Linked DNA regions of Pan troglodytes: region 2 is linked to region 1. A link is a contact called in public Hi-C data. All regions are on one chromosome and are shown on one strand. The core of a region is the stretch at or near the end of the contact, and the rest is flanking DNA. Distances in the headings are between cores, read along the strand shown.

Region 1 (4,074 bases), core at 757-3,256:
GGACATTATAATTGATACACATTCTTAAAAGCAATTTATAACATGTACCAAAAGCTTTTGGCTTGGAAATTCCACTGCTGGGAATCTAAGGAAATAAACAGAAATGTAGAAAATATTTTATGTGTAAGACTTTTCTTTTATAAGAGGAAAAAACTGAAAGTAACCTAAATGTGCAAAAACTGGAGAAAATGCTAATAGCCTTTGGTTTTTGCCTGCTCAGTGTTCCTTCAGTTCGCATAAGCACTCTTTTCATTGCAGGAGTCCCCCTTCTACATTATCCCAGTCTCTGTGATTCTCATGGTGCTGAGTGAACCCGCAACTCCAGGAGAAGCCACACTACTCAAGTTCGGCCAAAGAGGGCACCCCATTCCCAGACACAGTGATTATTCGGGAATGGCTAGGGCCCAGCTAGGAAGGACACATCCTCTTGGCGGTAAGATTGCTGGCTGCAATGAAAACTAACACGGCAGAAAGAGGAGCCAGGAAATGAAAGCCAAGTTCTGAATAATATAAGATCAATGAACTCTTTTTGTTTAAACAATTTTGACTTGGGTTTCTTGTCACTAGCAACAGAGTCCCAATGCAGACCATTATTTGGTGGCCTGCTTATATTGATCTGATGAAATATTCTGCAGCCATTCTCAGCCATCCTTGTGAATGGCTTCTAGGAACACAGTTGTTTATGATAAAGTGAAAGAAGCATGATACACATTCATTAAACAGCAAGATCTTGACTATGTTTAAACATCACTCCCAAGAAAACACACCTAAAATATTAGCAACCATGCTGGTTGGTGGTTATAAATTTCAAACTTTTTATTCTCCACATTTCCTATACAAATGTCTTACAATAAATCTTAAAGAAAAAACTGAAAAATTTACATTTTATTGATTTGTACCCCCCTTAATTCCAAAAGGAATTATAATTAAATTATAATTGTCTTCTCTAATGAAAATTTATAGAACACTTGTTTTGAAGTGACAGTTTGGAATTCCCCTAGGAAACACTGACCAACCAGCATTACACAAATTAGAGCATTATTTCCTCAGTACTAAAACTGAAAAACATGCTCCCTTAAAAGAAAGTAGTCTCCTTTTCAATTACTTTGTGATCTTCAGTCTAACTACTACTAAGAAGGGAACATCACACTAGCAACCTCCTCAGAATATCTGATGCATTTATTTCATTGAACTTCGTCACATTTCATAAAGATTTTTCTCCACTCCCCCACATACCTGTCAAGGACTTTAAACCTGGACTAGAAGACAGAATAAACTATGATTATTGGCCATGGTTGGTAAAGACAAATGGCCTTGGCCAGCTGAGTGCAGAAGGATGGTCAAGATAGCATCTGCCAAACGCAGCTGTCTGGACTCTGTAGCTTCAGGCTCCTGAGCTACTCCCTCTTTCCACATTTTTTTTTTTTTTTTTTTTTTTTTTTTTTTGAGACGGAGTCTCGCTCCATCGCCCAGGCTGGAGTGCAGTGGCGCGGTCTCAGCTCACTGCAAGCTCCGCCTCCCAGGTTCACGCCATTCTCCTGCCTCAGCCTTCCAAGTAGCTGGGACTACAGGCACCTGCCACCACGCCCAGCTAATTTTTTGTATTTTTAGTAGAGACGGGGTTTCACCGTGTTTGTCAGGATGGTCTCGATCTCCTAATCTCGTGATCCACCTGCCTCGGCCTCCCAAGGTGCTGGGATTACAGGTGTGAGCCACCGCGCTCGGCCCCTCTTTACACTTTTATCAGGGCCTGTCCTGCTCTCTGCACCAAGGCTGACTCCCCCTCCCCACCCCAGTCTAAGACACTCATCTCCTAGCTGTTTGAGCCCAGAGATCTGTTCTCCTTCTGCAGCAGGTGGGGTGCAAGGGGACCAGAAGCCTGATGTAGAAGCACATAGTGTGGAGGGAATGATAAACCCAGGAAAACCTAGCAGCAGCAGCAGCAGCAGCAAATCAGGCCTCTGCTTCTCCTCTTGCCCCTGCTGAGCTGCATTTACTCCAGCTCCTAACCCAGGGCATTATTCCTAGGGGCTTGATTTGGCTGTGTAAGAAACCCAAACTTGCACAAAGAGTAGTCCACAGTGCCCCCTAGTGGCTAACTGGAATATTAACAGTGACATATTCTGGCACATTCAATTATAAAAGAATCTGCAGCGCCTGCTGTGAAACACTGGTTGACTTTACTCTCTCTGATAACTAGATCTTACCTGAATGTCGATATGTATTTATGTGGTTCCAAATGCTGGAGAAAAAACTCACTAAGTGGGTAAAGGGACAAAACCAAATAGCTGCCCTCAACCTAATTCTAACACAAGGTACACTGGCAACCAAATCCCTGAGGCAGAACCTTTGACAAAGGCTAGATCTGGCCATGCCCAGAATTTTAGGACATAATGAGCTTTTTGCCAATTAGAAAGAGTGGTATTATTCACTTCAAGTTTTGAAACAGCCAGTGACTGATTTAGGAACATGCTATTTCGACAGTAGACAATAAAACAAAGTGTAATAAATATTAATGTCTATGTTTAAGAAAACGAATCCAACACATTTCATTAAAATAATTCTTTTAATTATTGATGCTTTGAATAAGAAGTCCATTTTACTAAATTTAGTATAAATTATTTTTCTTAAACAGAACCTGTTTGCTGGATCTCAGTTAAGTTCACTTTGCAGTTTTCAGACACAATGACTCATATTCAACTTTTCTCTTTAAGGATTCAGTGGCTTGATTCCTGACATTTCCTCTTTAAGAGGAATCTTATGTCATCTTCTGAAATCATGTATATGGGTAATAATATTACTGTCTTCTCTTCTGAAGATGTGATTCTTTTAATGCCATGTTCTCTTCCCTCTGGTGACCTGACTTAGATTGTAGCAGCACTAGAAGCTATTAAGAGATTTGGGGCAGTTGAGGAAGCCTTAGGTAATTGTTAAGAGTAGCAGTATTTTTAAAAAGCTGTGGAGAGTGGTTTGGGAGGGGATTTTGTCCCTGGCTGAAGCTGGTCCATGCCTGGGTAAACTTTACTTATAAAAGAATACCAGGAACACACAAAATATTCTTCTCCTCTTTCTTTTGCAATCCAGTTTTGGGGCCAAAAAATAATCTGTGTGCACATGTGTTTTGATAATACTGTCTCGACTTAGGTGGGGAAATTAAATTCAGGAGTTTTATGACTTTCTTTTGTTCTGAGTATCACTTTAGAGTATAAAAAGTTTTTCAAAAGTTCTTTATCAGAAATAGTTTCACCCTATGTTGAATTAACAATACCCAGGATTGTGAGACATAAATCAACATGAGTAGGAAGCTCCATTTGAGTTTCATCATTGTTTGTCTATCTTGGCAAGATTTATTCAGAAGCACCATAATGGGAGCCAATCCTTTCGCACCAGGCTTAGGCAGCTCAGGAGGCAGCTGTGGTGAGTGATGCACTCTACCAAGCACAGTGGCTTCTAGGAATAAAGAACACATACTCAACTACCTTCAAATGCCAATGGGCAATTTAAAACTGGTACTCATTCCTCTTCAAGAGCACCACTGGAAACATCTTTGGAATTGATGGGACAAAACTTATTTGATTATAGTGAAGGATATTTCTCTATGAAAATGGCTTCAAAATAGGAAAAAAGTAGCTACCACATCTTCCAGGAAATGCAATAACAGGTCAACTCTATTGGTAAACAAGCAAGTAAACAAGCAAGCAAATAAACCAGCATGTGACAGAAAACTGGCTAATATTCTGGGACGCTTTCCAGAGAAACATTAAGCCTTTTAAGTGTGTATGAGCCACTTTAAGAAACTTCGTAAGTGTTGCTAAATTCACCACAGTCTGCTTCACCTAGAAAAGGGAACAGAGAAGAATTATTTTGTTAAACTGGGTTAACAAATCTTAAAAATTAATTCATTCTAGGAAAGGACTAGATAAAATTTCTGATCTAAATTAAGATTTTCAGTTCATTTCAACCACTAGAATATACTAAATAACCACTTGGGTTTGTTAAAATGCAGATTCCTGAGTTTCAGTTTCAATAGGTTGAGGGTGGGGCCTAGGAATCCTCATTTTAGCAACAACCCTC
Region 2 (3,664 bases), core at 419-2,918, 110 kb before region 1:
GAATGACCTCAAATTATACTCTAAGAAGAAAAGCGATCAGAAATATTCATATCATCTGAGTTTAGTGACATTTGAATAAACGTTTGAAAAATATTGAAAGCTTCCATCTTTATATATATAATGTGTTTCCTCAATACAAGTAAAATTCCATGTTTCCTTGATTCTAAGCGTATCTTCACTTTTAACCCATGAAACAGATCTACATCTTACAATGGATATTTAGTGTTTTTGCCCTTGAAATAAGTTGATACATCAGTAACCAACAGTGTCTTAGGATGGAGGGAGTGCAGTTGTGCTGTGGAGAAGGCATTGCCAGACCTCAGGAAAGACAGGAACCCTGGCAGTTCCAGGGCTAGCCGCTCTCCCCTCGGATTCAGGGCTTTGCTCTCTCAGAAACTGGTTTCTCAGCCCTGCTTCTGTGAGCATATCTCAGTTCTCCCCCAGCTTGCTGTCTGTGTGGTTACCTTGCACGTAGCCTGATGTGGCCCACACCCCAGTTTAGCTCTAGCACCATAGCTCACTGCCCACTGCCAGCTTTTCTTTTTGCCTCTTTAGACATGTTATAAAAAAAATTATATATATATATATATATATATATATTGAGATAGGGTCTCCCTCTGTTACCCAGGCTGGATTTCGGCTCACTGCAGCCTTGACCTCCTGTGCTCAAGCGATCCTCTAGCTTCAGCATCCCGAGTAGCGAGGAACACAGGCACATGCCGCCATGCCCAGCTGTATTTTTTTGTAGAGACGGGGTCCTCCTGTATTGCCCAGGCTGGTCTCAAACTCCTGGGCTCAAAGGATTCTCCTGCCTCAGCCTCACAAAATGCTGGGATTACAGGCATGAGCCACCATGCCCAGACTGACATATTCTTGACAGAATTGGATCAACTCACTTTTCAAACCAGCCATCCAGGTCACACAGCCTGTATATATGTCAGCTGACCTTGAAACTTGGTCTAGCACAAGCCCTCGATGTGAGAGGCACTCTCTTTCACTAATAGATGAACCAGATTTCAGTTTTAAAAGCCCAGTGAGTAGCAGAATTCCCCTGAGGCTGAGTTACAAATCAAATGCCTTCTCCTTATGAGTTGCCTGTGAATTGTTAAATATGCCTAGTGATGATGTGCGTGGCTCCTGTTGGAATCCCAAATTTTCAGGGGCTTTTAACAGTCATGGTCTTAGATTTCCTTTTTGAAAATGTCAAGGTATAGATTTCAGTCTTTACACAATATTAGTTGGTGGGCTTGTTGAATTGGGGCCTTATATATAGCCACTGCAGTTAGAGGAAATACTGCTAGGGACAGGGCCACCTTTTGTGAGAGAAACGCCTAAAAGACTTGTCCTCCATCCCTCCCTCAAACCCTATGCACTGAGACATTTTGCACTGTGGCGTCAGCTGCTGTGCATAACTTCCGGACACCTTCTGCTCACACGCTGTCTATTCTGATGCCTGGGTGCCAGGCCAGCCTTTCGCGCTTGTTTTCTTGCACCTGACAAGCTGGTGCCGTGCTGCAGGGCTCCTTTCCCATAGCCCTCTCTGTTTCTGGCGTAAGACTGGGCCCATCCTGACACATTGTATTGCACCAAGCACCACTCTCTCTGTCTAAGGCACAGCCACCCAGCCGGGATGCCCGGCCCACTTGCCGTGTGTGACACCACCCATATGGCCGCATTCCGGGCCGCAGGATGCACCTGTGCTCATGTGCGCGTTCCCGGGAACTGTCCTGTTCTCTCCTGAGAATCAGCAGTTTTGCTCCCCTCCTCCCCCAAGGGCAACCTGCTGATTTACTGATGACTAAATTGCCATTACAAGCTTGACTGCTGAAATAAAGCTTAGAGTAAAGCTGCATTTTCACTGAAGCATTTATTATGCAAAATAGGAAGGCTTTAGCATGCCAGTATAAATTAAAACAGTAGAAAAAAAGCAGAGCAGAGAGCGTTTTCCATCCATGGCCTGTGCCCTGTAATGACGCAGCAGTATCCTAGTACATTGACGGGTTTTTCCTGTCCTGCCACCGTCCGCTGGGCAGTTATAGGTCCCATGTGTTGGGTCTTCCTGCGAGGCCTTCACAAAGATGATTTTGTCATTCGCTGAAAGCGTGAAGTGAATCAACGGCCTCCTCTTGCTCCGCAGCACTTTAGTCACACTGTGTAACCACACTGTTTTTTATGCCACTTTGTGCACAGCTCATCAAGGTCAGTCTGTTCATCTTCTGGCCCCTGTAGCACATGGTACAGTTCAATGGTGCGGCACAGAGGCCTGAGGCAGGGAGGCTCCTGCTGCCCTCGCAGGCCCTGGCTGACCCTCCCCTGCCCGCCCACCTTCCCATGCCCCTGCAGCTCCCTGGTTGCACCTGGCCTAGGCTCCTTTCCATCTGCCCCTCTGCCCGGCCCTCTCACCAGGGAGGCACAACATGGCCCAGTACAGTTACCTTGAAAGGAGGTGAAGGTGACAACAGAAGCCAAATTTACAGCAGGAGTGAAGCCACTCAGACACAGAATGATACAGACATTAGGGCATGTGCTAGCATCTGCACTTTCTCTGGGGACTTTACAAAACAGACTCAACAACTCAGCTGTGAGAGGCAGTGTGCCCGCCTCCCAGGGAGAACGAGGAACCGCCAGGAGACAGGTCTACCTGCACCACCGGCAAACCAGAGGGCCCAAGGCCAGGGCCGTAAGCCCTGGGGGTACACTCCCTTAAAGAGTGCAGGGACAACAGTGTGTGTGTGAAGGTTTGGAGCTAAATATAACCAAAGCATCCTGTACATAAAGGGGAATACTTCAGTGGCTGAGAAGAGTGAACCGGGTTGTAAATGCTTCATCCTGTGTCTCATAATCTGGGCGTCTGCAGGTCTGGCCTTTGAGTGGTGAAATCCCCTGGCTGTTAGCGAGGGGGCAGGGCCTGCATGTGAAGGGCGTCGTAGGTGTCCTTGGTGGCTGTACTGAGACCCTGGCATGAAAGCAAATCAAAAAACAAACAGTGGGTCAGTAGCCTGTGTGGGCAGGAGCCAACCCAGAGGCCAACAGGTGTCTCTGCAGCACAGCCCTGTGACCACCCACCCAGCCTCCAGAGGCCCAGGAATAATCCCCCTGGCCCCACGAGCAGGAGCCTTGGCTGCAACAGCTTCGTTGGTAGATGGGTGCTGTGCCCTGCCGGGAATGGCCTTGCAGCAACTCCTTTCCAGCTAAATTCTCACCCCTCTTCTCAGCTCCTCAAATGCTGTGCCTTACAGTGCTTGGGCCCCGCCAACTTCCTGTTGGACCTAAGAGAAAGGAGTCTCCCACCTCCCATATTGGGCAGGAATCAGGGGGGAGGGCCCAGGCCTGCTCCAGAGAATCTGCTGTCCCTGACACCTGGGCCCAAAGGAAGCCTGGACTTGTCACAGGGAGAAGAGGGGCTCCTTGGCCTCAGCCCTCTGTGAGCCTCCTTCCCTTCCCAGGCCCGGTGATTCTAGTGTTTTCTTGGTCACGAACAGGCCCACAAGGCTGGCCCCAAACCTGCTGGAATGCCTGTCCCCCTGGTCCGGGGGCCAGGAAGGAGAAGGATCAACAGCAGCCACACACAGGTAAGTTTCTGGGGCCCTTTTGATATCACTCAACTCAGGCAAGCTGGGCATCCTGACACTAGAGTCAGAAGAACGAGCTATGAACAGCCCAT

Evidence for each region. A called contact is a pair of places that touch in the nucleus more often than the background predicts.
Region 2: a Hi-C map of induced pluripotent stem cells shows a contact between it and region 1, with 2.4 times the contacts expected there. The contact joins two enhancer-like sites.

The regions. Positions count from the first base shown.
Region 1 is chr1:81,567,388-81,571,461 of NHGRI_mPanTro3-v2.0_pri, reverse strand. It overlaps CREG1 (cellular repressor of E1A stimulated genes 1), which reads right to left. Exons shown (of 4, transcript XM_009437443.5): 4 at 2,548-3,836. The coding sequence ends at 3,833. Among named protein-coding and RNA genes, the nearest start is that of CREG1, 13 kb to the right of the region's middle. Within about 2 kb of position 2,006, at least 2 of the 24 cell types and tissues checked have an H3K27ac peak or open chromatin away from gene starts, as enhancers often do. A contact at or near this core is called in induced pluripotent stem cells, where this site is marked.
Region 2 is chr1:81,677,190-81,680,853 of NHGRI_mPanTro3-v2.0_pri, reverse strand. CD247 (CD247 molecule) reads right to left here. Exons shown (of 9, transcript XM_054673005.2): 9 at 1,849-2,956. The coding sequence ends at 2,891. Among named protein-coding and RNA genes, the nearest start is that of CD247, 88 kb to the right of the region's middle. Within about 2 kb of position 1,668, at least 6 of the 24 cell types and tissues checked have an H3K27ac peak or open chromatin away from gene starts, as enhancers often do. A contact at or near this core is called in induced pluripotent stem cells, where this site is marked.